Regions from separate parts of the Ovis aries genome. Here region 1 is linked to region 2. Evidence: chromatin contacts called from public Hi-C data. All regions are on one chromosome and are shown on one strand. Each heading gives the region's core, a stretch centred on a gene start, on an enhancer-like site or on the middle of the called end of the contact. The rest is flanking DNA. Distances are from core to core; before and after follow the strand shown. Region 1 holds the start of VEZT (vezatin, adherens junctions transmembrane protein). Region 2 overlaps FGD6 (FYVE, RhoGEF and PH domain containing 6).

Region 1 (4,277 bases), core at 1,690-4,189, 82 kb after region 2:
AATAACAAGCCATTATATGACAGTCTGCTCCAATGTCAAACTTGCAATAAATCCAGCACCTTTGGATGTTAATACTGTATTAACAGTCAGACTTGAAACTTTTTAGAGCATAGCAGCAAATCTTTTATTTACACAGCTGTTTGGCTCCAGGGAAAAGTAAGGTAAGAGTGTAAAGCACTAGTACCACTATTCTAACAATTACAAACACACTCGTCATCTATTGCACACAGATGGCTGCGGTCCACGTGCAACACTTTGAGCTACTAGACCAGCCAAAAAGCAAAGTACAGCACATGTACTCTGAGACCTGTACATGTTCAAAAAGGTATAAAATACATTCCTATAATTAGCTCTCTTTTTCTCATATACTGATTTTAAAAATTCTAAAATCTCTATGTGGGCCTACTCTTTCACAGATGCAGAAAAACAAACAAGCTCTTCTTTAGAATACATATAATTTAGATATTCTATATTTTTCTTATGTCCTTAAATTAAGCCAACCAGCCCAAACAATGCCACAGATTAGGTTCAGTGTAAACAAACATCTCCCCCAGCTGCAAATAATGTTCCTAAAGTTTTAATGAATTTAAATTTTGTTCCAAAGAGCATCATAAACAGCTTGTAAGAATGATGAACACATAATTTTGTTAGAAGATGGAAATAAAACCCCAGTTCTTTTCTATATTCTCCATTTAGACATGTGAAAAAATTATAATAAATCTTAACAGATGGGCAAGCAAAAAAGTAGTTAATGCTTCTCAGCCAGCTATGCTAAAAACCAACTAACTCAGCTAAACACAGGAAGTGTCCCTCTTTTTAACACCACAAAAATGTCTGTGGATTGAATTGTAAAGTTGATAAATATAAAAACAGCCTGCAATATTTGAGGGTCATTCAAATGAAATAATACAATTCCAAACTGAGACCTAGATCAGGTTTACATATTTAAATGTCAATTAAATGCTTCTGTATCTGTTCATTTATAAACTGTTGGGATTGGAACTGAAAGTTGACACATCCAAGGTACGAATTTTAAATGCGTTTGGTAAAAGAAGGAAGAGTTAAAACAGGCTGGAAGGATTTTAAAATCTCCAGTAATTTTAAATTTAAAATTTGTCTTGTTCATTACACTGAGGCACAGAAATTTAGGATGAAAATACTTCACCTCAAGTAAGTAGAAAGCCTTCCTTTGGTAAGGAAAGAAGAGTTAATAAATAACATAATTCTCACTATATGATGACATCCTCTACACACACATATAACATCTAAAGGGAAGATCCACAACATCTTCAGAGATAGTACTACAGGAATACTGCACTCCTTGCTTTCCTACTCCTATTGGCTAACTTCTCAGCTCCTTAATTTGTAATCAGATTACACCTAGCAGTACAACCTCTAACATATCTAGTATTCAGAAAGAACACAAATCAGAACATTTAGGGTGCTGTTTGACAGTTTCAAGTTACAGGAATTTAAAACAAATGCCAAGAAAAGCTAAGAAAACTTAATCTGATACTTAACTGCTGATTCTAGAAGTAACTTTGGAGTCTTACGCTATTTTACTATTAAATGTATAATGAAGGTGTATTTCTTTCAATGTGGGCGAAATTGTCATTTTTAAAAAATTAAAAATTAAAAAAATTCTAACTTAAAAGTTAACCTATGTTCTTATAAGGGAATATAATATTACTTTAGTAATTATTTCGGAAAATAGGAACTGTTCCTTCTGAACGTTGTCCATAAAATTCTTCAGAGTGCACACAAAGGTAATACAACAGGCTTTGCCATATGGATGAAGGGAAAGGACCAAGGGAGGTAGACAGAAAATAAGCCTTTGTGTTCACTAACCAGGTAGACAGAGCTCCAAAACCGGGTGAAGATGAACAAAAACCTTGGCATCGGCAGTTCTACTCCTCTGATTCTCAGCTAACAGGGGGGAACCCAGGAGTAACAAAGTCTACATCTCTTTACTAAGGGTCAGGGTTTCCAGTCCTCACTGAGGTTAAAGCCACACAGCCTAGTGGCTAAGTTCAACACTCCAGGAACGCTGCCCTTTCCTAGAATAACTGATTTCTTAACATGGGAATCTAAACTATTTTCATACGCAAAGGCAAAGTCGCTCAAATTTTAGAAAAGAATAAATAAATGCCCTCTTTACATTTCCCGTTTCTCCTGGAGCTAAGAGACCCCAACAAGGTCTTCCTTTAAAGGGAGGTCCCAAGAGACACATGATTTCCAAAGAGCCCCTCCAGGCACGAAGGGACGAGAAAATCCGGCAGCAAACACCGTCTGCTCCGCACTTGCTGCAGTCCCGGAGAAAGGCACAGGGAACACTACTAAGCTATCCCGGGGGAGAAAGCAGCTCCGAGCCCCAAACCTGCAGCGCTCGCTACAAACTTTCCAGCGGCAGCTTGAGCGCCGTCACTTACCGGCAGCAGAAGTCATGATTCCCCAGTAAAGCTCGCTTCCCAGCTCGCCCCCCTTAATCCCCGCGCCCCTTACAGTCCATTGTTTCAAGAATTTGGGCAGAAGAGAAAAATCCTCGCAGAGCCCACATTCCGTCCTGAGGGACCGCGGCGCAACGTGAGCGCCGCACAAAGGAAGCTGCCGGCTCTGAGGACCCGGCGGCGCTCCCCGGCGCGAGCGCCGGCGACGGGCAGGCGGGCACGAGCACCGAGCAGCGGAGCTCCGGGCGGACGTCCACGCGCGCGCACGAGCAGTGCTCAACGCCGCTTTGCCAGTGCGCGGACTTCTCTAGCTCCAAAAAAAAAAAAAAAATCAGAGCTCCAGGCGCCCCCTGCTAGTTGCGGCCGTAAAAGGCGGACAAAAGCCCCAGCCTCCTCCAATCAGAGGGCCCAAGTTTCATCCCGTTCCCGCCCCTCCCGCCCACATGCTCAAGCTCAGCTCCAATGAGCGGGCTTGAAAAGGGGGCGTGAGTTACAAGGCATGATGGGAATTGTAGTTTTCTGCACACAAGGACTGGCAGGGGCAGACGCCTGGGTGCAGCCTGTTCTCCCGCCTTCATTTCCCATCGTGCTGAGGCGGGTGGCATGGCGGAGAAGGATGACACCGGATTTTGACGAAGAGGTGGTTTTTGAGGTAAGGGAAAAATGGCGGTGCGTGTGAGTTGCCTTTGTTTGAGAAGGACGAGGGAGAAGGCGAGAGGCCGATCGAGGGAGCGAGGGAGCGGGTGACGCTCCTGCCGTTCTTGGTCACCGAATCTCGTCGATTTCCGGGCCTAGTGCTGGCCGCTGCCTGACAGGTGTAGCCCGAGGCGCCCTTGCCTCGCCCAGTCTCTGCCTCGGGCCCTCCCAGAATTCCCAGCCTGGCCGGTGGACGCGAGCCCTGCGTGTTCCTTCCCGGGTGATGGAGACGCCTTGGCGGGGTGTGGGGGTGGGGTAACTGCTCCTGGTTGGGGCGGGGCGCAGTCGTGGATTTTGGAGACTCACCCGTACGACTTAGCCTCCCCCTTTTTCGTCCTTTTTTGGGGTCAGTGTCAAGAAGTGCCCGAGGTCACCGTTCACTGTCGCGGCGTGGCTCTTCGAATGGAGGCAGCCGGTGCTAGTTTTCTAACGTGGTTTAAGATCTGTGTGTGGGACCTCCTGTGGGTGATTAGGGCCGGGGCGTCTCAGCATCTGATTCTTTTGTCCTTTGCTTGTTGCTCTAGGTGTAGCTATTTCTTCTGTTTCGAGGCTTTGGTGAGAGTGCTTTTGTGTGGGGACTATTTTAAGACGTTCTCTGCCATCTTGAATGAAAAAAAAAATTCTAGTGTTTCTGTTGCCATTTATCTATCAGGCACAGGCGCAAACACACACCTCTGTATGAGGCATGTGTATGAATGCTTTACCAAAGTCCATTCATCCAACTTGATTTTAAGAAATTTAAGAAAAGAAACAGCTCATTCTTTAAAAGAGAGCTAGACAATAAATAGTGCAGAATGGTATATGTTGAAATATATGCAAACTGTCATTGGAGGATTGGTTTGGAAACTGCCGTCTGTTCTCGGAGACGCTACACCCAGTAAATGGATATTGGAGGTGGGTCTTGAACTGTGAGTCTATTTAGAGAGATGGAAGGGAGAAAATGCATTCTGAAGAACGAGAACAAAGTATGCCAAGCTTGGGAGGTGTGACGGTACCTGGTGCAGATATTTCTAGGACTTGAGTGTGAACTCACTATGTGAAGCGGTCTGATAGGGCTAGAATGGAGAAGCAGTGAAAGATAGGCTCTTTTACCAAAAGGAAGTGTCTTGATTTGAGGAGGTCAGTAGGGAATAC
Region 2 (4,022 bases), core at 1,419-3,918:
ACACAGTAAATCCCAAGATCAGATGTACGTCTAGTTCCAAAATTCAAGCATTAATAAATTGAATGCCTAAGGGACTCAGATTCATCAATCTTAAGAGTCTAATAATGCCCAGAATACCACAAAATGCAATACGTGTGTCTAGACCAATGGTTCTCAAACGGGGGCAACTTTGCCCCCCACCCCCCTCCCAAAACATTTGAAAATGACTGAAGATATTTCTGATTATCACAACTGGGTGAAAGGGGACACCGCTGGCATTGAGGGGTCAGAGGCCAGAGATGCCGCCTTCACATCTTCCAAATGCACAGGATTGTCCTAATGTCAACTTTAGGACACTGTCAACAGGGCTGCAGTGAAGAAACCCTGGTCCAGATGAAGATGGTCTGTAAATGAGCAACATGGTACACGGCAGCTCTTGCAACACAAAATAAATTAAGGCAATAGGTTATATTTAATTTGTCTTTAACATCAAGGAATATTGCTGGATTTCAAAGTGACACTTCCAGTTGAGAAATGCTAGACGACTTAACTATCAAATTAAAACAAATCCCATTTCCTATAATTTCAAGACCCCACTACGTGGTCCCTGCTGACTGTTCCGATTTTCTTTCTTGCTACTGCCTTACACCAGCCCTTTGTTCTTATTAAAGTTTGATTCTGCACAATTTCTTAAACACTTCCTGTGTGTTCCCTGGCTCTGTACCTTTTGTCTTTAATGCGCTATTCTTCTGAATCCTTTCTCTGTCTGCATATAAAAATTCTACTCATAATTCATCAAGGCTCATCTCAAATTCCTCCTCCCCTACCAAACTTTCCATTAGAAAGAACTATTCTTTCCCTTTGAATAATACATAACACAGCAGTTACGCACTGTATGCCTTCTATCATTTTGTTTTTCATTAGATTCAAGGCTCCTTGTGGGCAGGGCCTGCCCACATCTGATATCATCTTTCTATCTCTCATACCACTTCGCCAGAGACTTGGCATACAAGGGACAAGAAATACTTAATGAATTTTTTAAAAATGATTTTTTTCATATAGGATTTTGTCTTAGTGGGTAAAAGGCAATAAAAGCTAAAATCAATCCTAATTCCTGTGGGAGCTGGGAAATGGAAAGAGGAAAGGCATATTAAAAGACTGAATGCATTTTATCAGATCCAGTCTCCACTACGAGATACTGTAGATGACATTAAGCCTCTGTGAGCCACAACACAGGTTCTATCTTGCCAGAGACCATCACACCACTTGCACCCCCCAGGTGGGCGCTAGTGGTAATGAACACGCCTGCCAACGCAGGAGACATAAGAGATGCAGTTTTGACCCCTGAGTCAGGAAGATCTCCTGGAGGAGGGTATGGTAACCCACTCCAATATTCTGGCTTGGAGAGTCCCATGAACAGAGGAGCCTGGCAGGCTACAGTCCATGGGGTTGCAAAGAGTCAGACACGACTGAAGTGAGTTACTACCATGCAATCTCCATTTAGCAATATTATGGAACAAAAATAATTTCATCCCATGGATTTATGAAGTCATGCTCAAAAAGGCACAAAGAGAAACTTGGACATTGGTGCCAGCTTTTCAAACTTAATAGATGACATAAACATACACACCCAACTGTTGAAACTATACTTCTTTGAGACACTGATCTAAGGACCTGTGTGAGTCTAGACATGCACACTGTAACTACGCAGCCCTGGCAGGAAGTCATGGCGAGATACTGTGGGAGACGGCATTAAGCTTCTGTGAGCCACAGCAGAGGTTCTATCTCGCCAGAGGCCATCACAAGCAACCTAGACCCAAAACTAATCCGAACACACACTGGAGAGCATTCTTCCAATCAAATAAGAAAATCTCCAAAACTAACAAAATATATTGACCGTACACTATACTTAGCCTCATCCAGGGATGAAAAAAGAATTTAATCTCACTCTGACCCCACTCAGAATGCATTCCCTGTATAAGTCTTTTTTTGTGAATCCAAATATTTAACTTTTCCATGAGAGTGACAGGGTTAGGAAGAAAACCATACTCTTTTTAGGCTACCTCATTAATCAAAAGGGATGTTCCTTTAAGCCTGGGGAGCAGAAGAGTGCAGAAATGAAAGCAGATTTACCTAAGCATCAGATTCACAGCAAGTTCCTATTTTGTCTTTGATTCTTGTTCTTTAATACAGAAACATATCCATGCAAACTGAGACATTTCTCTAAACCAAAAGAGGTCACTGGAGGTTGTCCATATTAGGAAATCCTGACCTCAGAATCACTATGCTAAGCCTGATAAGTTTCTGAGTTGCATTTTCTTCCCTTGTACTCAAGCTCAGCTACTGCTCGCCAACCTAAACTTTTAGGAACAAAGTGGAAAGACACAGATTGGCTGAGCAAAAACCCCACCACAAAGCTGTTGCAAAATCATGCTATTAATCAAGGAGATAATGGGGTTAGGTTTACTTTCCTTGCCAATTAAAAAAAAACAACAACTTAAAATTCAACTTTCAAAATTCAGCTTTCCAAAAGTGAATTTTAGAATTTCAACTTTCTAATGTATTCATCCGTATTTTCAGGTTATCTCATTGCAGTACATCTTCCTTTTGAGAACTTTTACCTTTTCTAGGAAGACCCAACCATGAGCCCCTCAGTTAAGAATCACTCCATGCCCTAACTACAGAATGAGCAGGAGACTGATCACCCTCTGAGTCAGACGGAAGGAGCAATGAAATCACCAGCTGTCCCAGTGAGTGTCATAACCCAGGTGAAACCCAGGAAGGGAGACGAGACAGACACGCCTGCACTGGTCATATGGAATTGTTCACTACGTATCATTTAGGTCCTACTATCCTGCTGCCACCTAATGCGAATAACTGACTCATTGGAAAAGGCCCTGATGCTGGGAAAGATTGAAGACGGGAGGAGAAGGGGACGACAGAGGATGAGATGGATGGATGGCATCATCGACTCAATGGACATGAATTTGAGTAAGCTCCAGGAGTTGGTGATGGACAGGGAAGCCTGGTGTGTTGCAGTCCATGGAGTCGCAAAGAGTTGGACATGACTGAGCAACTGAACTGAACTGATCCTGACGGAGATCATTTTAAAAAATGAGAACACAGGCGTCATTTCGATTTACCATGTTGGATTTATAGTATTCCATGACTTTCTTGTTTTCAACAAACCAAGCAAAGCATTTTTCAAAACTTCAGTACTAAAAATGCCTCAAATACTACTGAAGTTATTTATGTCAAAGAAAAACAGGCTGGTGAGGTCTGCATGGGCACCACAAAATGTACTTTCCGGCCACCAGGTGGCACCATTGATTAATAAAGGTTAATTAATCCCCATAATTACCATCATCCAACAGTAGCGGCACAAAACTAACTAATTTAGCATGTGCAGCCTCAAGGATTAAGCAAGTTAATTTTGTCCTCATACATAAGGACATATTCTTCCACGTTCTCATAAAAGAATGAGAACCTAAAAAACACCATATCTTGTTAGAGCTCTAAGTTTTCAATATATGGACTCCTAGTAAGCCTTACCATTCCTTGATTGCCTAATCAATGAATAAGCAACTCAAGGCAGAAAACTATTCAGAGGTATAGTAACAATTTCCTAAAGAAGAGTCATCTGTGAGAATCAGGGACTTTTTTAATTCAACAGCACCCAGTCAGATTCCTGGACTGTTTGCTCAGAAAGGGTTGATGGCAAAGAACAGAGGAAATGAGCATACACAAAGGGTAGCGTTCCAAAGCTGAGTGTTGCGAATCTGAGGACATGGTTCTGCGGTGTCAGGTATCCCTTTAAACACAAATGCTAAACTGTGGATTGCAGGAGGATCGGAGCCTGATTAATTACTCTTCTATTACCAGCATCTAAAACAATATGCAATAAAATTGCATGTTCAGCAGATGTTTCCTGCATTTATGATGGACTAAATGACATTCACCTAGGGGTTACCACCTTTTCCTCCATATTTTATTAAGCAGCTGAGATGATGCTCGGAGGGTCTGATTAATTAAAAAGTGATCCA

The links. Hi-C and Micro-C count contacts between places; a contact is called where the count stands out from the background.
Region 1: a contact with region 2 is called in a Hi-C map of mixed tissues, with 3 times the contacts expected there. The contact joins the promoter of VEZT here to the enhancer-like site in region 2. A contact is called at or near these places in 11 of 16 Hi-C or Micro-C datasets (blood, hypothalamus, liver and 5 more).

The regions. Positions count from the first base shown.
Region 1 is chr3:131,380,043-131,384,319 of ARS-UI_Ramb_v3.0, forward strand. VEZT (vezatin, adherens junctions transmembrane protein) reads left to right here and starts at 2,940. Exons shown (of 12, transcript XM_042246622.1): 1 at 2,940-3,099. The coding sequence starts at 2,947. FGD6 (FYVE, RhoGEF and PH domain containing 6) reads right to left here and starts at 2,615. Exons shown (of 20, transcript XM_042246620.2): 1 at 2,430-2,615. The coding sequence starts at 2,445.
Region 2 is chr3:131,298,788-131,302,809 of ARS-UI_Ramb_v3.0, forward strand. All of the region lies in intron 8 of FGD6 (FYVE, RhoGEF and PH domain containing 6), which reads right to left. Among named protein-coding and RNA genes, the nearest start is that of NR2C1, 31 kb to the left of the region's middle. Within about 2 kb of position 2,669, at least 7 of the 54 cell types and tissues checked have an H3K27ac peak or open chromatin away from gene starts, as enhancers often do.